Linked DNA regions of Anas platyrhynchos: region 2 is linked to region 1. The links are chromatin contacts, called in public Hi-C maps. All regions are on one chromosome and are shown on one strand. Each heading gives the region's core, a stretch centred on a gene start, on an enhancer-like site or on the middle of the called end of the contact. The rest is flanking DNA. Distances are from core to core; before and after follow the strand shown.

Region 1 (4,414 bases), core at 711-3,210:
TGAGATCACCTTAATAAAGGGAAATTCAACTTATCCTCCACGCAGCAGTGACACAGCGAACTAGCTCTAGAAGCATGGATGCAGTATATATGCCCTGTCAAGCACTTTCACTTTCCATAATAACAAGCCCCCTCCCCTGTACACAAAATGGATTTGCCACATAAACAATCCTGCTGAAAACATGTGTCTAAAATAAAGCAGGGTCTACTTCCTTACAAACCTAGTCATCAGGGCTGATTCTGACCTTGCGCCGTCCCTTATATAAGCAACAGTGTGCTGCCATTTGGCTGGGATCAAAATAAAGCCTCCCATCCCCTCAATAAACACTACTGCGAAGCATGTTACAGTGGGAAACGGGTGAAGTCTGCATGACTATTTTTACCCACCCCGTGTGTAACGGTGGTGAGGCCAGCTAGAGCAGCTAACTATTGCCATCTGAAGGACTGGGTTAGTACTGCTCCAGACGAAGAGGAGCTCGCTGTCGCGGCTTTGTGCACTTGCTCTTCTTTTGCCATGTCACTTGCAAGCACTCGATCAAGGTGGTTAAAAGTGCTCGTGCCAAGATTAACCAAATTCTGCAGCACAGCTGGCTTTTGAAATAAACGTGTAACTTAATACTAAGAAAGGGTATTGCAAGACAAACACTTTTCTTCTCCCTTCTCTTCCATCAAAGTCTGAGACATCTCATCCCTAGCCAAGTAGAACTGCCAATGCCAGAGCTCTGCTTCTAGGAACTGTAAGTGGTATTCTTCTATTTATTCTTCTTATTATTTTATTCTTCTATTTGTTTTGCCTAGCTGTACCTCCACAGTGTACTACCCTGGGCAGCTGTGTAACTAGATAGTGCTCACAGTACTTCATAAAGCATTAATTGACATGGTAGACAGTGCAACACGGCTACTGACCTGATTTATATACACAAAGTACCAGCACAAAACTAAGGAGGGTTGTGAAAAGTCAGGGTATTCCTGAAAAAAATGGCATTGGTATTTCCAGTCCAACAAGCCTGTGTAAAAGCTCTCATCCCCTGTTGGTTCTTCAACCAGACATACTCCACAGGAGAACTGAGGACACAAAATGGCCATCTCGTCTGTACCAGTGCTCCAACTGGACAGCACTGGTGCCCAGTAGCAAGAAAACTTGCATCCCCAGTACCTGCTGTATCTCCCCTCTGACCTGAACACTCAAATCACCTGGCGTTCCTCCTGAAACAACTTACCGACAAGCCTAGACACCTCGAACTAGAACACGTAATTCTTTACGTCTGTTGGACGTGCATTTAGTTTTCATATAAACTTCACCTTTGACTATACGAGCATCCAAATTCGAAATCAGTCTTTTAAATTGAATCAGTGCAACTCTCCTACACATTTGGCATCTATCAAGAACATTAAATTCATTCAGGTACAAATTAGATCCTTGTTTGTTGCCTTTCCTTAGTAACCGTTTAGATCTTGCATATTGGAAACAGAGCTGTCCAAAAGGCAGGCACGTCAACTTGTTAGCGTGAGCTGCTTACCACTGCAACTTTAGTACTATCCAGTCTCACTGGAGTCCAGCAATTGTGCAAAACTAACATTTTTTCATGAGACACTTTAGCAAATCAGCATGGAATTGGTATCAAAGATAGCTGAGCTGAAGGTGCTTTAATTTAATTTATTGAAGTAACAGTGTGTATTTAGTTTAGCATTCCAGGTTTGTGTTTTAAGTAGATGTGAGGTTTTAGTTCTTGGAATTACTGCACAGTGTTCGATTTGCTCAGTGAGGCACAGCCTGTAGCTACAAAATCAAGTCTACAACTGTGCCCGTTTAAGATGGCTTTTGCAAATAATCTTAAGCATCCCTGTAAGTTACTGGAATGCGCCTGGAAGTTCTGACTTGTGGGATCAAGTGACTTCAGCCCGGGATGCTGTGTCCCTTTACTGCGGCTGATCCTTCTGGGACGAGCTGTTCCCTCCTGACACGGCCCAACAGTGGCACCCAGTGGTCAAAGGGTTTCATGAGCAGTAGCAGCTTCCCAAAGTGTTCAAGTTGTCACTCACTGGATTTCCTAAACACATCCAGAGTCCTTTGAAACGTGCCATGTCTTTCACTATTGGTGCCAGTTACCTGCTGTTTGAACTGTCCAGAAAGCCTGAAACTACCGTCATTGATGAAGACTAGCCAAAGCTAAAAAAAAATTGCACGACACCCACAATGCTGCACCCAAGGCAGTCAGCCACCTTCAAACAAGCCACAAGCTTACTGCAGGCTCAAACAGAATTGTTTTTATAAAGATCAAGCATGGCACCTCAAGCAAAGAGATATTTTTTTATATGTCCTTTTCTGAATGAGTAGAAACTGAACAAGTTCCTGTACAACAGATGATTCTGCCCTTGATTACTCATCTCTGCTTTTCTGAAGGTCCTAGTACCCAAGCCAGATTCCCATGGATCTGACTGTCTATGCTTGATGCAATTTCCTGAGAATCAAGTTAGTAGGACTGACAGCTTCACCCTCAACGTTAACAGGCTTCCAAGAATCTCCACGCTAAGCTATTATCCATCAGAAGCCAGAAAAGGACGCTGCTTCCGTTTTGGACACCAACCAAATACAAATGTGGAGGTGAGTCAAGATGCTGAGTTCAGGACTAAACTTTGAAAAGTTCCATGTAACATTCTTCCCTCTTATGCAGATAAATTTGTTTCAGGCAACTCAGATTTATCATCTGTAAATAAATACAGAGGTCAGATGCCAGAACAGCACATCAGAAAGATAAACAAGAAGATGGGAAAAGTAAGCTATGAAGTACGGAGAAGACAGCAGGAACAAACACAACAAATGCTTTTCCTCACTAAACCGAGGCTGAACAGAAAGCATCATCAGAAAAGCTGTCAATCTAATTTTAGCAAGTTCACAATCCTCCATGTTGTAGCATATGGGACTGCAAGAAGAGGATTAAATTGACAATGTAATTAGATCGATTAATAGATGAAGATGAGATGAACCAAATTGACTTAGACAAACATTTAATATCATCCTCGCCACAAATTGGGTTTCTAAAAAATCAACAAAAAACCCCCACACCAAAAACACCACTATCACTTCTACCAGACAGAAAATACTCGGCATTACAGTAGTCAAACTTCTTGAAAAAATTTAATAAGACAAACATCTTCATGATACAGTTAAGTTGTATTCCATAGATTACATGTTTGTATGTGAACTGTATTAGTCTTTCCGCAATTGGATGGTTTCCTCTTTAATTCCATCTTTTGTGACCACACAAATCTTAAGTGCATCACCAGTGTATACATCTCTCTCAGCAGCAGAAATAAAGACATCTTTAACCAGCTGCAAAGCCTTTTCCAGGGTCAGAGGTACATGCTCCACATTTTGCATGTTCTTGAAGCCAATCTAAGAAGAGATGAAAATGCTTTTTAAATGAAGTACATTCCATCTAGCACAAAAGCTGTTTCAATCTCTGCACTAGAACGAGCAGATTTAGACAACTTCAAAAGAAATGATTAGTCTGTTTTAAAAACAGAGTTGGCAAAAGCAGTCCTCCATACAGTTTATAGCTGCGTGATCAGAACTTTACCTATGCTGATATTCATACGTAAGTAAACGGAAGCAGATCTAGTATAAAGCATAGCCTCTCCTACTAATATTCAGCATATGCAAGATACTGATCTGTTTGTTCAGAAACTTCTCACTGGGTTAGCAGCATCAGAACTGCACACAAGCCCTTTCTCCAGTCATTTCATAGTTAAAGCATTTCTTAGAAGCAAGTTTTCCTAAATGCACCCAGAATTTAAAATAATAGCCCATAATAGAACATGATCTGCCCCATTAAATATATTCTAGTCATTAAGTCAATGTTAGAATTGGAAGAGTGATTTACTACGCCTCAAATTCAGAAATGATAAATAACGCAACTTATGGTAGAAAATGTTTTATTCTCTCCAGTTAATGAAGCTCAAAACTGAAACAAAGCTGAGAAACTTTAATTGTTAAGAAAACTGGAAAGATGCTATTCCTTTCTTAGCTGAAAAAAACTAAGTGCTTAAAAAAGCAGTAAGCACTCTTAAGTTGTGTTGGCATCAGGCTCAACTGACTAACAATACCAGCACCAATATCTAAGAACCAAATGAGTAAAATGTGCTTTGGTATTTCTCTCATTCAACGATTAACAGCTTAAACTAAACATGAAGATACTCAACTCTTTTGACAGATATAACATAAGTTTCCAGCAGTTTTATGCAAGTTTTATGCAACATTCTTAGAAAGTAGTGAATGACTTGTACACAACTTGAGAATCTCAAACAGGTATGTTAAGGTGTTAAAATGCATTATATAACCCAATTAATTCTATGATCTTAATTTAGAATTATTTCACGGTAAGTAATAGGCATATTTACATTATCCGACAAGG
Region 2 (4,395 bases), core at 107-2,606, 110 kb before region 1:
GAAAGGCGCCGTGAGAGCCGGCAGGATCCTGCCCACGGCGCTCATTCTTCTCCGGCTTAATTTATGCCACGCGATTCTGTATTGGGGAAATCAAGCAGAAAGCTCCTTTTTCTGCTTTTTTCCCCCCTCTCCCTCTCTCTTTCAGATGCTGGGCTAACGGGGAGACTGTTTAACTTAAGTGTTTCTATAGGAGGCTGTTGTAGTTTAACTCCTGCCCACCAGTAGCTGAGGCGAACAAAGGAGGGACTCGAGGTCTAACTATTCATCCATTCTCTGCACTTTAATTTTCATTGATTTTGAAGACAAGGGGAGCCCTTAGGGATTCTCGCTGAAGGGGGATGACACGCCTTTAGACGCGATCAGCCCCCTAGCCAGCCATCTGCTCCTAACCAAATGGCGCTTTTTCGCTCCCAACCGCGTGTCTCCGCACCGCGCTCCCCCCGCGATGCTGCCCGCCTCCACCGGCTCGGTTTGGCCCGGCCCGGCTCGGTTTGACCCGGCTCGGTTTGGCCCAGCTCGGTTTGGCCCGGCTCTGCCCTCGGGGAGCGGCTCCCACCCCGGGGGTCCCGCTCGATGCCCCCGCTCCCCGGCGAGGCTTTGCAAGCCGAGAGCATCCCATCGGCCGCTATTTCCAAACAAGCCAGATTATGGGAAAAGTCACTTCCAAAAGGGGGGGTAGAGGGGTGGCGGGGGGGCTGCTAATGAGGGCGAGGCGCTGAATTCACCGCCCTGCGAGCCTCCCTCGCCCGGGCCGGGGGGCTGCGGGCATATGGCGAACGGTGCGCCGCCGTTACGTGTGGAGCTATGTGTAGCCGAGTGTGCATAATATTTTAATTAGCCCCCTAGCCCCTCCGCAGGCATGCGGGAGCCCCTCCGCCGCAGCCCCCCGTCAGGTGTCCCCGGGGCCGGCGGGGGAAGCGGGAGCCGCGTCCCCGGCGGCCGGGGCTCGGCGCGGTGCCCGCCGTGCTGCCCGTGTCCCCCCTACCCCCCCCCCCTCACCCCCTCCCCAGGGGCGCCGAGCCCCCCGCCCCCGGTCCCCGACCCCCGCCCGCGGTCCCCCGGGGGCGCCGGGCCGCGCTTGCCGTGTGCGGGGAGGGGGATTACCAAGTTGCGCATGTAGGTTAGCCCAAAGTTGCAAAGGCATGTGCTGATTAGAATAAGAAAGGGCAGTCGCGTGGCTCAGCTGGCACACAGAGAGGCCAGATGATAGATAAGCAGCTCCGGGCCTTCCCTCCCTTCCCCCCCCCCCCCCCCCCCCAGCCCCCTATTTTCAAATCGCAAATCATCTGCTCCAGCCCTATCCTAGCCCCTCATTTTCATGACAATGGCTGTGTGTTTACCTGTGATCCTAGGACCGGCGGGGCATTCCTTTGTCTCCCGATGAGATTACCGCAGCCAGCTGCTCTCCAACCCTTCCCCGGGCAAATCCCAAAGTGGCCCCTATATGTGTTTTTCTGATGGCACACGAGGAGAAAGCGAGCCCCCCCTTCCCCCCCCCTGCCGCCCCCGCTCCCCTGCGCTACTTGTTTGTTTGGGTTTTCTCCCTGGCTCGTTTCCGACGCGATTTTGCTTGTGGGAAACTGCGAGGGATAAAATTGGCCACTCGTGTGTGTGCGAGCACGCTCCCAAAAGGGGAAGGGTTGCGGTGGGCTGCACATCCCTGCTGCAGGCTGGCCGTGGGAGAGGCTCCCCCACTCCTTGCCCCCTGCCATCCTCCAGGCCCTTGGGCTCACCCCAACCAGGGAAGGCGCCTTCCCCTGGCTGTCCCTAGGCTGGATGAAGGTCCGCTCACTCCCTTGACCTCCAATCTGTTGAAACAGCCCAAACCTTCCACCCTGTTTCTTTACCTCATCAGCAGAAGAGGTGTGGTACTTAAATTACCGCATCTTCCGTGCCCTGCTTGGGTGCAGCTCAGCCCTACTGCTACAGAAGTTTGCCCCTTTTAACCCCAGGCTTGCGACCTTAAACATCCTAGAAACCACAGTTCCTGTGCTGACCACCAACCAACCCAAAACACCCTGCGATCCCAAGCACACCACCTGCCCCATCAGGCAAGGCCAGTGTAGGCCCCCTGCGGAGCCGTGGCCTGGCATGCATCAGTGTCAGTGTCCTGGAGCAGGGGGGACAGGCCATGAGCTGGCTCAAATCATGCACACCGGGGAAAAAAAAAAAAAAAAGAGTTATAGCACTTCTCAGAAAAATGTGTTGCACTCTGGCAATGAGATTTCATGGGATGGCTGGAAATATTCCCCTCTGCTACCAACCTTGGTAGCAATATTTACCGCGTTCAGCATTTCTCATGGGGAACCCCCCTCTTCCTTTTCCCCTGGCTTTATTTATCATCATCTTAAGCCAGAACTCCAAAGAGTATGTGCAAACTGCTACTGCAAGGAGCAGACCACTCCTTGCCTGTGACAGTCAGCACAGCGTGCCGCTGTACTGTACCGCGTTTCATGCATGAAGGGGTTTTCTGCTCCCCTGTGGCCCGCAACCCCCCTCGCATGGTGCGCACATCTTGTGTATTGTGTGCTGGCTGCAGCGCAAAACCTGCTGCTAATAAACTTTGGGGGGTGGCAGCAGTCTGGTCGTATGTTTTCAGGGCTTTCCGAGCCACTTCCAATTTGCGTTGTTTCCATTTCTTTCCGCATCTCTCTGCGGCTTCGTACACGCGGGGAGGGGGGCTGAAACTGCTCCGCAGAAGGTGATTACGAGGCAGAGGATGGGTATGGATGGGGCGGGCCCGTGCTTTTGGAAATGCTCTCCCCTTTTCTGAGAGCATCTGCCCGGAGACGAACAGATGTGGGCACCTGCGGTGACAGGCCACATATGCTCCGTCCTATTCACAGGCATTCAGATACGGCCACAATGGCGAGGCTTTGTGCGCGCGGAGTCACCAAATATATTAATCTGTGCTCCCCAGAGCACCGCTCTGTTTAATTTTTCACCGGCAGCAACATCTGATCTCAGCCCTCCATCGGCTCCCCGGCCCCCTCCTTCCCCCCTGAAAACATGTGGAGTTATCCAGGCCCCCACCTGTTGCCTGCAGGGCGGAGGTGGGCCTGCCGCAGGGCTCCCCGCTCACCACAAAGCCCAGGAGACCCAATCTGGCCCCCAGTTTTGCCCTCAAAACCCTCAGATTTTGCCCTCGAGGTCCCAGGGGCCGCTTTGTTGACCAAATCCCACTGTTTTTCCCCCCGATGTGTCAGTCAATAGGTTGCGCGGCCAAAAGGTGACATAAACCTTGGACATGTGGCTTGGGGTTCTGTGTTTTTTGTTGTAGTTTTGTTCGTGGTTTTTGTTTTTTAAACTGCTTCAAGGGGTGTTTTGTTGGCACTTTTTAATTTTCAAACCGCCTCAGCGGGTGTTTTGCTGACTTTTTTTTTATTATTATTATTTTTTAAACTGCTTCACTGCGCGTGCCTCTCTCACATCCCCCTCCCTGGTTCTGCCCGGGTTCGTTCCGGCCCACACCGAGCCCCTGAGCCCCACGGTGCCCGCACGATGCCGGGGGGCACCGAGCCGCGGGCGGCCCCGTTCCCCCACACCACCCCCCCCGGCCGCCATTGCGCTGCCCGCGGCCCCTCAGCGCGGCCCGGCCCGGCCGCTGCGCGCATGCGCAGCCCCGCCCGCGGGGAAGCGGAAGCGCAGGCTCGGGTCAGTGCCGGGGGTGCCGTTTAATGGCCGAAGCGGGTGGGCGGGGGGGGCTGTGGGGGAGCCCCGCTCGCAGCATGGCCCCGGGGGGGGCTCGGCCCCTTGCGGCCGGGAAGGGAGCGGGGGGACCTTGCCCCTTGTCCCTCCTCGGCCCCAGGGTGTTCTGCGAGGGCGGCTGGGGGTGGCGGCAGCAGCGCTGCGCCTCGTGGGGGGACGATAAAATCGCTGAGGGGACGATAAAATCCCTGTGGTGGTGGTGGGGGGGTGCTGGCGACATAAAGTCAGCGGTGTTCGGCCTGCAGAAAGTTCCTGGGGTGTCCCCTGGATCCTGGTGCTTGTGTAAACATCGGAAGGAAGGAAGACACCCCTGATTACTGGGGTGGGGGAGGATTTTCTTTCCTTTTTTTTTTTTTTTCTTCCTGCAGATTGCATTTTCTGAGAATAAAGAACGTTTTTTTAGCCTTGCAGCTGAGATCCCGTGCAAACCTGAGGTCTCAGTTTCACAAAAAAATAAGTATCCGGCTTTAAACAGTTCGTCTGTTGCACAAAGCTCACAGGTTTGCCACTCTTACGAAACGATGTTCCAACATCCAGCACTTCAGTCCCTCTTCTACCATTATTGACCTTCTGCTCAAGGCAGTAGATCTTGTTATGTTTTCTGATACTGTGGTGAAACCCACCACAGTATCAGAATATATATGAAGAGGGTTTCCTATTACATTCAGGCTCCTGGATGAAAAACAG

What was found. A called contact is a pair of places that touch in the nucleus more often than the background predicts.
Region 2: a contact with region 1 is called in a Hi-C map of subcutaneous adipose tissue, with 2.5 times the contacts expected there. The contact joins the promoter of DLL1 here to the enhancer-like site in region 1. A contact is called at or near these places in 4 of 8 Hi-C or Micro-C datasets (liver, skeletal muscle and subcutaneous adipose tissue).

What each region holds. Positions count from the first base shown.
Region 1 is chr3:45,320,062-45,324,475 of IASCAAS_PekinDuck_T2T, reverse strand. It overlaps PSMB1 (proteasome 20S subunit beta 1), which reads right to left. Exons shown (of 6, transcript XM_027454202.3): 6 at 3,120-3,396. The coding sequence ends at 3,211. Among named protein-coding and RNA genes, the nearest start is that of PSMB1, 6.0 kb to the right of the region's middle. Within about 2 kb of position 1,960, at least 1 of the 8 cell types and tissues checked has an H3K27ac peak or open chromatin away from gene starts, as enhancers often do.
Region 2 is chr3:45,430,026-45,434,420 of IASCAAS_PekinDuck_T2T, reverse strand. DLL1 (delta like canonical Notch ligand 1) reads right to left here and starts at 1,356. Exons shown (of 12, transcript XM_038176672.2): 1 at 1,341-1,356. The region is part of intron 1 of FAM120B (family with sequence similarity 120 member B); the gene reads left to right.